Regions from separate parts of the Sus scrofa genome. Here region 1 is linked to region 2. The links are chromatin contacts, called in public promoter capture Hi-C maps. All regions are on one chromosome and are shown on one strand. The core of a region is the stretch at or near the end of the contact, and the rest is flanking DNA. Distances in the headings are between cores, read along the strand shown.

Region 1 (5,167 bases), core at 2,012-4,511, 110 kb before region 2:
CGACTGAGCAAGGCTAGGGATTGAACCCACATCCTCATGGATACTAGTTGGGTTTGTTACCGCTGAGCCACATAGGAACTCCATCCCCTGCTCTACCTTTTTCTTTTTGGGCACACTCATGGCATGTAAAAGTTCCCAGGCCAGAGGTCAAACCCGAGACAAAGCAGTGACCTGCGCTGCTGCAGTGACAACACCAGATCCTTAACCTGCTGTACCAACAAGAGAACTCCTACCCCTGCTCTAGTTCGTAATCCTTAAAAGAAGTAATAAGGTAAAATGTTTTCAGTCTTTTGAAATAAAGCAAATTTGGTAAATTCAAATTATGCTTAAGTGGAAACTTAGTTCTTCAGCTATGAGAAGCATTATTTCATTGAATTTTGTTACTCTTGTCATGGTTGTTTAAATGAAGCGTGAACTTCAAGCTTCTAATAGCTATTTCCCCACCCTCATCCAAAATTTGCAAAATAAAAACGTCGTGGGGGTTTTTGGTTTTGTTTGTCAGGAAGTGAGGGTATCTGGGGGACTAGAGAACAGAATCTGGGGGTGCTGCATCCCTGGGCCTGAGAGACCCTTCCTCATGGAGGGAGTGGTACTCAGGAGAGCTGGTGTGCTCTACGTGCAGCCTGGGCCTCCCATGATTGCTACCAACTAGTTCACAAATCCCTGCCCATACCTCATCCTCTGGAGCCTGGCACACATTTCAGTTTAGCAGAAGGCATGAATATTGGGTGAAACTGCTATTTCCAACAGAGTCACATGCATGTTGAAAAGATGTTTCCATATTTAATCTAACTTATTTAAACCAAGACAAAGCTCCATCAGAAGAAACTATCTACACAGGGGATAACATCTTGTCCAGTAAATGTTTAAAGTAAACTTTATCCAGGAGTTCCCATTGTGGCTCAGCGGGTTAAGAACCTGACCCATTTTCCTGAGGATGCATGTTTGATCCCTGGCCTCGATCAGTGGGTTAAGGATCCAGCATTGCCATGAGTTGCGGCATAAGTCGCAGACAAGGCTCGGATCCTGCGTTGCTGTGGCTGTAGTGCAGGCTGGCAGCTGCAGCTCCAACTGGACCCCTAGCCTGGGAACGTCCATATGCCGCAGGTGTGGCCCTAAAAATAAATAAATAAATAAATAAACTTTATCCAGATATGTAGGAATTAGTCTTTCATTTCTATTCTCAAACATCTATTTACTCCAGGGCTGCACACCTCTCAGGGATTGCCAGACTCTGCTGACTGACAGCTTGAAACTTCTGCCTCATTCAAACAACAACTCTCGCTAACCAAAGAAGTCACTTCTGGATTGTGTGACACCCTATTTATTGTTTTGTTATCCAGAGATAACCAAGAACTTCGATCCCACAATATCTGCCCCTTCTTTATCCATGAGTGAAAAAGAAGGAAAAGAGACAAGCAAGTTCATGGTTAACTCCCTTTCCTCCTAACTACCTCCACTTTAATAAGTGCTGAGACAGCTCTCTGTGGATGGCATGCTGCTGACCAGCCAACTGAACGGGGAAGTTCTCCCCTCACCAGAGCCCTGAGGCAGATCCGCTTTTGAGAGGTCAGAGGTGGCAGCCTGAGAAAGTGACCGCCTCGCTGGACTGGCCTCAGCCCCAGCTTCTCCCCCCTGCACCTCTTCCCCACCGAGGAGCTGCAGGGCCAGACACTGAGACACAAGTATTCTCTTCCACTGAGGACCTAGGCCACGTCCTCTGGCTGAGTCAGCCATGAGGAGAGCTCCACGGGCAGCCACAGGACAAGACCAGCTCCAGCACAGCTGATGTGAGTACACTAGAAACTCAAGCTTCTCTTCGACAGATGGTTTCACAATAGAAGATGGCCCAACAGACGGGAATCCCAAGCCCCTTTACTTACAAAAGCCCCTGAAATCCAGTGATGTAGGCATCTGCAAAACAAGGAGGCCACTGGTACAGAAGTCCCATTATTACCTTAGAAAACGGTACTGTTGGAGTTCCTGTCGTGGCTCGGCGATTAACAAACCCTGCTAGTGTCCATGAGGACACGGGTTCAATCCCTGGCCTCTCTCAGTGGGTTAAAGGATCTGGCGTTGCCGTGAGCTGTGGTGTAGGTTGCAAATGCGGCTCAGATCCTATGTTGCTGTGGCTGTGGTGTAGGCCAGAGCTGTAGTTCCGATTAGACCCCTGGCCTGGAAACCTCCATATGCCACCAGTGCAGCTCTAAAAAAACAAAAAACAAAAAAAGACAGAAAGAAAGAAAAAAGAAAGAAAGAAAAGAAAAGAAAAAACCGTACTGTTTTCTAAGATTGTGTTATCTGGCTCTGCCATGACTGACGGCCACCAGCCTCACTGTCCTCCCTTGACCTTTTTAAGGGGATGGGTGGTTTCTGTTTAATGCCTTTTATGTAATATGCATGTAATCGTTTACATAAAAATATGATAAAACTTTGGTACATACAAGTTAAACTATATGTCTTTGGGAAAGAGTAGTTAAGAAAGGAGAAAAACCATAGGAAACATAAAGCAGAGGTAACTAGCTTTATTTCTGACACTGGACTTGCAGTAACAGCTGAATGACTCAAGTATCAAGTGCTAACAAAGGCAGTATTTTAGCAATACCAGGAGAGCAGGGTCAAACCAGGCCCAAAAGAGCACTGCAGGCTATGGGACCAAGAGAACGACAACTGCCTTTGCAGAAACCAAGGGGAAGAGCCCTAATACCACTATTTATCATCCAGGTTGTTGCAATTACTGTGCCCTTTGGGAGATTCCAGGCAGAGTCCTCATCTGTCCTTGTCTGTGAGCATTTGATTCCCTGACGCTCTGCCCTTCTCTTGAGATCCACACCACCAAGCTGAAGAGGGTGGATCACAGGTGGTCACGGGCACCCCTTTTGTCTCTAAGAGAATAAACTCTTGCTGGGGATAGGGGACCTGTATCATTTATGATTCCATGGTACACCCCCAAATGGGGTTCTGGCACTTAGGAGGACCTCTGCAGCTTCCCACCTGCATACAGGGCTCACAGCTCTCGCTTGAGGCTCACTCTTGAGATGAGCAGTTTCAGTTGGGTGCCTTTTATCTGCATGCAGGTTAGAGTAATTTCTAAGAATACATCCTTTCACCATCCGAAAAGCTACTCTCTAACTCTAAAAGACCATTTGACTTAAAGCCTACATTTATAAAGGTAAACACAAAGAAAAGAGCCTGACCCCTTTAAAAATCAGATGTACATTTGCAAGGGAGTAGGAGGCCTGCGAGAGTGGTTAATGGATAATCTCAGATTTGGTTGCAAATCAAAACTTTACACTACCCTTTGACTTCAAAGGAAGATGAACAGCAATCTTCTGCATGGAATGACAGTTTGGTTTGGGTTCTTTTTCCTGTCTGTTTTCTCTATCTTCTGTTTTTGCTAAGAAAACAAAAGGAAATGAGACCAGTAGGACATTCCCTGAGGACTTTTTTACAGGGGCACCTCACACCAGCAAGCCCAGCGAGGTGACTGCAGATAGCAGAAAACCAAGTCCACAGAGTTGGCTACATACAATTAAACCCTTTCACATCTTAATATTGAAATAGGGCTATATGGGCATTAGGATAATCATTGATTAGGTCAGCCTCAACTATGAACTGATCGACTATCCTTTGAAATACAACAGCTTTCAAATGTCCTTGAAAACATGGAATTTCCTTGCCTGCCAACATTTTGAAGGACTACTGTCTTGGCAGCCAAGTGTCCTTTTACTAATAAGATATTAGTCGTGACTAAACCCGTGGTGCAGGTACCCCTGCCGCCAAGGCAGCTGACCCAGTGGAGAGCAGACCTTTGGCCTGGCAGGACTCTAGGAGGCATGGGTAGTTGGCTCTGTTTGCTTTTTGAAACAGCCAGTCTTTCCATGTCATTAAGACAGGTTTCCATGGTGCCAGAAATCACACATGGCATTAAGACACATGGAAGTCAGGACTGAGAAAAAAGAGGGACGAGCATACAATACAGGAAGATCTATTTAACAGCCACCAAGGGGTAGAAAGAGAAGAGTTTGGAAGGAAGGAAGATGGCTGATGGTTTGAAAATCTTGGTCTGATTTTGAAAATATTTTCTTTTTTTTTTTTTTCTTTTCCCACTGTACAGCAAGGGGATCAAGCTATCCTTACATGTATACATTACAATTACATTTTTTTTCCCCATGAAAACATTTTCTAACTCTAAAAATTCTTTAAATCCTTTATTATTTTTCTTTTTGCTTCAAAAGTAATTTTCCTTAGATTAAAAAAATAAACGAAAAGGTCCATCTCTGACACGGCATTATTTAGAGCTGATAAAAATTTTAGCAAAATGTTTTAGAGGAACGATCAGTCAAAACCACTATGGATTTAGATGCCAGGTCAAATAATCCTGAATTTCAGAAATTCAGATAGACTTCATCTTAGAACAGAAAATAAGCCACTAGGATTTTTTAGGTAACTTAAATTTTCTTTTCTTTTTTTTTTTTTTTAGGGCCCCAACCACAGCATATCGAGTCTGCAACCTACACCACAGCTCACGGCAATGCCACATCCTTAACCCACTGAGCAAGGCCAGGGATCCTCATGGATACTAGTCGGGTTTGTAATGGCTGAGCCACGATGGGAACTCCCTGTTGGTTTATTTAAATTTTTATTCACTCCACCTCAACCCAAGTTTGATTCTGAACAGTTTCTTTCTTGGAGTATCATTCTTGGCACACCAGGGTCACCACTCTCTCAGACCCTTGGTTCCTGGCTGGTCTGGATGAACCCAATGGGCTGGAAAGTGTTAAGATAGTAGCTATATGTGAAGGAGGAAAACTGCCTCTACTCTGGTCAGGATGCTGGTGGGGAGCTGGGCCATGACCCACAGCTTGGCTCCATGACGGACTGACTAACCCTCAGTGGAGCCCTCTGAAGACACTCAATGGTGACGCGTGGACTCCTGGTTCTGTGGCATCATGCGTCTCCATGTTTGCATTTGTTTTAAAAAAAAAAAAAAAGCACGGGGTGGGGTGGGGGGATGTGCTCTTTTAAACTTACTCCTGGATTTATCTGGTGATAAAAATCACCGATCAGCTAAACACAGATGCAGAGAGACAGGTGTGGTTTATGGAGTTTCTAATCAAGAGTTCAACTGTATGAATTTGGAAAAGTAGTCCAAAATGAGCAAATG
Region 2 (4,978 bases), core at 189-2,688:
CCCTTTTAAGTCTCAAGATGTGTGTTTTATCTCCATTCTGGCCTCACTAAGACACTATATTACACTAAGCTTTGCTTTTCTCACCTAAATGGGGTTGACAACGCCTGCCTTGCAGGGTGAAGTGAAATAATGAATGAGTTACACAGAAGGTCTTGGACTTGGTAGGTCAAATAGTAACCCCCTACAAGGAAAAAAATGTTGAGTCTGTACCTTTTTCATCTAGCTTGGTATATGACAACCCTTCACCTTCCTCTTCCCAGTCCCGGATCTGGCTGCCTCCCATGGTTTCTATATTTAGCAAAGTGACACCCCCCCTTCCCCCAACCTCTACCTCCCTCCAAAAAAAGCCACCAAGAAACCGTGGTTCCTTCTGGGCTCCCTTCGGAATTCCAGTGACCTTGGAATACCTAATTCATCTCGCCAACCCTGCCTCCCCCCAACACTCACAGCCCTCCGTAGTGCCGGGGTCAAATGAACAAAAACCCAACTGTCACGGTCACGAAGGAGACCGTGAAAATGACGGAGCGGTGTAATAGGGTTTGGAAGTGTACCTTTGTTTTCAAAAATTAAAGTCTACCGCAGACTCTTAACCCCTATTCTGCAGCGAGGAAAGCAGGAAGATCTAGGCAAGTAAGTTTTGCGACTTGTTTCCAAATATTTTCCCTCCATCTGGATTCAATACAAAGACCGGCGCACTGAGGCCCCTGGAGCTGCAGGCTGCTTTTGCTATTAGACAGACCCACCTCCCACACCCTCAGCACCCAGGGACCCACCGAGGCGCACACGGCGGTGCTGACGCTCACTCAGCACGCGGAATACGCGGGATGCGCAGGGGTCCCCGCGCTCGCCCCCACCCCGGGGCTGGCTGCGGCCGGCGCTGTGCCTCACCTGTCTTGAAGACCATCTTGTCATCGTCCTTGGACCCGAAGGTCTTCAGCATAGACACGAAGAGCACCCCGCAGGCGTTCTGGAAACCGAACACCGACCCGTTGCACCACATGGCTGCCAGCATCACCACCCAGCCCCAGCCGCCCTCAGGGGGTTCAGGGGGCTCGGCGCCCGCCGGCCCCACCAGCTCTACCTCCACCTTCTCCGCCGCCACTGCCTCCGGGCCGTCCAAGGGTCCCGAGCCAGGCAACGGAGCGGCCCCCAGGGGCGCGGGGCCGGCCGGCTGCGCCTCGCTCGTTCCCCGCGCAGCGGCGGGCTCCTCCTGGGAGCGCACCATGGCCCGAAGCGGCCCCCTTGGGCGCCGGGGAAAGCGAGGGGCACGAGTTCCCGGCGAACTCGCGGAGGAGCCGCCGACTTGGGCTGGCGGGCTAGTGAGGCCGAGGCAAGGGCAGTGGAGCCCCCGGTGGGCGGGCGGCGCAGGGATTAAACTCAGGCCTCCCAGGCTACCGCCCCGCACCCGGACTGAACAGGCAGCCCGGCCGCCGGCTCTTAAAGACGCCCCCCGCCCCGCCGCCTGGGGGCGTGGCCGGCGGCGGGACCTGCCCCGGAATCTCCAGATGATTGGGCTTCCTGAGAGCGCAGGGGGCCCACCCCCCGCCCACCGCGCGCGGACCAGGTGCCTGCGGGTGGCTGAATCTGCGCGCGCGCCTGCGAGAGGTCCTCCTCCTAGAGGGGGTCACAGATGTCTAGGTCACGCCGCCACAAAGTGTTAACGGAAGGGGCGCGTCTCCTCCTAGGTGCAGGTTGGGTGGGTCATGGGGACCACACTACCGAACTTCTTTAGCCTCAGCTCACTGACAGCCTCACGACCAAACATCGTCTCTTTGTTTTCTTTTTGTTTTGTTTCTTGGCATTAACCTCTTATTACTAATCATAATATATAAGATACGTCATGCCACCTGCTTACTTAAAAAGAAGTCGGAAAGATCGGAGGCCTTATCTAATTTCTCCTGGATTCGTATATGATTTGCCGTGAATATTTGGCATGTTGAACGGGCTCATTTTGAAAGACAGACTGGTCTTCCAGTAACAAATACCAAGTTCTTCAAATAACACACGTTTTTGACAGACAGCTAGAAAACATTAAACTGCAGCACAATTGTTTGCACTTTAAACAAAAGCTAACACCTGTATTCAACTCCTCTGTCTCCCTGAAGCATGGAGCAAAAACATATGTAAAAGAAAGAAGAGTAACTAGTTATGCGGTGTTGAGTACAATTCTTTCTCAGTTACTCGGATTCTTCACTTCAAAGTCAAAATATGCTAGTTACCATACTTTATGACGGAGTACACAAATGAGTGTGAGTGATCATATTTGTCTCTGCCCATTCAAAACACTGGTAGGAAGAAGTTCTGAGAAAGGAACATGTATTCCTTCAAAACAGTAAAGAAGAGCTTCTGCAGCAAATAGCTTTTGAGCTGAGTGCTGAATCATACAGGGAACTTCAGTGGACAAAGATAGGGGAAGAGCATTCTAGGTAGCGAGAATAGCACAAGCTAAGGGAAAGCAGTTTGCTTGAGGAACAGGGAGCAAAGCTCAAGAATAATATATCTAAGGGATGGGGTTAGAATGGTAAACTAAAGAACAGTCTTATACGGAGTTCTCGTCATGGCTCAGTGGTTAACGAACCTGACTAGCATCCATGAGGACATGGGTTCGATCCCTGGCCTTGCTCAGCTGGTTAAGGATCCGGCGTTGCCGTGAGCTGTGGTGTAGGTCGCAGATTCAGCTCGGATCCCGCGTCACTGTGGTTCTGGTGTAGGCCAGCAGCTCCAGCTCCGATTAGACCCCTAGCCTGGAAACTTCCATAGGCCCCAGGAGTGACCCTAGAAAAGGCAAAAAGACAAAAAAAAAAAAAAAAAAAAAAAAAAAAAAAAATCTTCCTGATTGCTCACAAAGCCACACATCTACCATGTTTCCTCCCAGTCTTTTTTTTTTTTTCCAAAAAAAAAAGGTTTATTTTTTTAAATAAAACAGAATCACAGTGTTGTTGACTGAATTGTGTACCTTCCCCCAATAAAAACCTGTGTTGAAGCCCTGAGCCCTGGTACCTTAGAATGTGACTGTATTTGGAGAGAGGACCAAGGTAATTAAGTTAGAATGAGGCCATCAGAGTGGGCCCTCATCCAATCTGACTGGTGTCCTTACAGGAGGAGGTTAGGACACAGAGAGAGAGAGACCAGGGAAAGGCTGGGTGAGGGCAAAAGAGGAAGGCAGCCATCTGCAAGCCAAGGAGAGAGGCCTCAGAAGAAACCAAACCAACCTGCTGGCATCTTGTTGTTGGACTTCCAGCCTCCAGAACTGTGAGAAATAAATTTCTACTATTCGAGCCACCTAGCCTGTGATATTTTGTTATGGCAGCCATAGCAAACACATATACAGCTGAGCATAATTTTGTATCCTGAATTTTTTCATTTAACCCATCATATCATAAACAACTTCCCAGGTTATCAGTGTTCAAAAACATGTCTATTTGGTCTTTTTGTTTTTAGGGCTGCACCTGCGGCCTATGGAGTTTCCCAGGCTAGGGGTCCAATCGGAGCTGGAGCTGCCGGCCTACACCAGAGCCACAGCAACACCGAATCCGAGCCGAGTCTGCAACATACACCACAGCTCATGGCAACACTGGATCCTTAACCCACTGAGTAAGGCAGGGACCGAACCTGAAACCTCACGGTTCCTAGTCGGTTTCCACTGCGCCACGACGGGAACTCCAAAAAAACATGTTTAGTGTCTATAAAGAATTCAGCTATAGATTTCCTATCACTGCACATATAGTTTATTTCGGCTTTTTCACCATTGTATATAATAATACAAAAAACATCCTTACATAAAAATCTTTATCAGCATCTCCAATAATTTTTTAGGATAAATTTATTTATTTATTTATTTATTTATTTATTTTGCCATTTTCTTGGGCCGCTCCCGCGGCATATGGAGGTTCCCAGGCTAGGGGTTGAATCGGAGCTGTAGCCACCAGCCTATGCCACAGCCACAGCAACTCGGGATCCAAGCCGCATCTGCGACCTACACCACAGCTCACGGCAACGCCGGATCGTTAACCCACTGAGCGAGGCCAGGGATCTAACCCTCAACCTCACGGTTCCTAGTCGGATTCGTTAACCGCTGTGCCACAACGGGAACTCCTAGGATAAATTTCTAAATGTAAGTTTACTAACTAGAAGCATATGATTATTTTAAGGCATTAAATACAATGATAAATTTTAAAGCAACTTTATCAGTTTTACTCCCACCAGCATTGTGTAAGAAGCCCCATATTGGAGTTCCCGTCGTGGCGCAGTGGTTAACGAATCCGACTAGGAACCATGAGGTTGCGGGTTTGGTCCCTGCCCTTGCTCAGTGGGTTAACGATCCGGCATTGCCTTGAGCTGTGGTGTAAGTCGCAGATGCGGCTCGGATCCCGAGTTGCTGTGTCTCTGGTGTAGGCCAGTGGCTACAGCTCCGATTCGACCCCTAGCCTGGGAACCTCCATATGCCACGGGAGCGGCCCAAAGAAATAGCAAAAAGACAAAAAAAAAAGAAGCCCCATATTAGTGCATCTCAGCAAGTATGGAATAATATGTTTGAGGGAGGGGGGTTGCATCCATGGCATGTATAAATTCCAGGCCAGGGATCAAACCTTCACCACAGCAGTGACAATGCCTAGTCCTTAACCCACTAGGCAACCAGGAAACTCCATAATAGGGTATAAATACTGCTGATTTAGGATTAAAATGAAAACTCATTGTTATTTTTGAAGCCTTTGGTTATAAGTGACAAAGATTGTATTCATCAGTCATCTGTATATCTTTTTTATAAATGGTCTCTTGGAGTTCCTACTGTGGCTCAACGGGTTAAGAAACCAACTAGTATCCATGAGGATTTGGGTTCAATCCCTGGCCTCACTCAGTGGGTTGAGGATCCAGTGTTGCCATGAGCTGTGGGAGTAAGCTGCAGACACTGCTTGGATCCCGAGTTGCTATGGCCGTGGTATAGGCCTGCAGCTACAGCTGCAGTTCAACCCCTAGC

Evidence for each region. Promoter capture Hi-C pulls out the DNA fragments that hold promoters and counts their contacts.
Region 1: a promoter capture Hi-C map of liver shows a contact between it and region 2, with 5 times the contacts expected there. The contact joins the enhancer-like site here to the promoter of SLC16A10 in region 2. A contact is called at or near these places in 2 of 5 promoter capture datasets (fetal liver and liver), 7 of 47 Hi-C or Micro-C datasets (embryonic fibroblasts, fetal liver, heart right ventricle and 3 more) and 2 of 2 datasets of contacts at active chromatin or transcription factors (alveolar macrophages and skeletal muscle).

What each region holds. Positions count from the first base shown.
Region 1 is chr1:77,105,820-77,110,986 of Sscrofa11.1, reverse strand. All of the region lies in intron 3 of SLC16A10 (monocarboxylate transporter 10), which reads right to left. LOC110260579 (a long non-coding RNA gene) reads left to right here. Exons shown (of 3, transcript XR_002343826.1): 2 at 1,205-1,790; 3 at 4,484-5,167. Among named protein-coding and RNA genes, the nearest start is that of MFSD4B, 51 kb to the left of the region's middle. Within about 2 kb of position 3,261, at least 8 of the 83 cell types and tissues checked have an H3K27ac peak or open chromatin away from gene starts, as enhancers often do. A contact at or near this core is called in alveolar macrophages, fetal liver and liver, where this site is marked.
Region 2 is chr1:76,994,819-76,999,796 of Sscrofa11.1, reverse strand. It overlaps SLC16A10 (monocarboxylate transporter 10), which reads right to left and starts at 1,438. Exons shown (of 6, transcript XM_021091212.1): 1 at 889-1,438. The coding sequence starts at 1,225.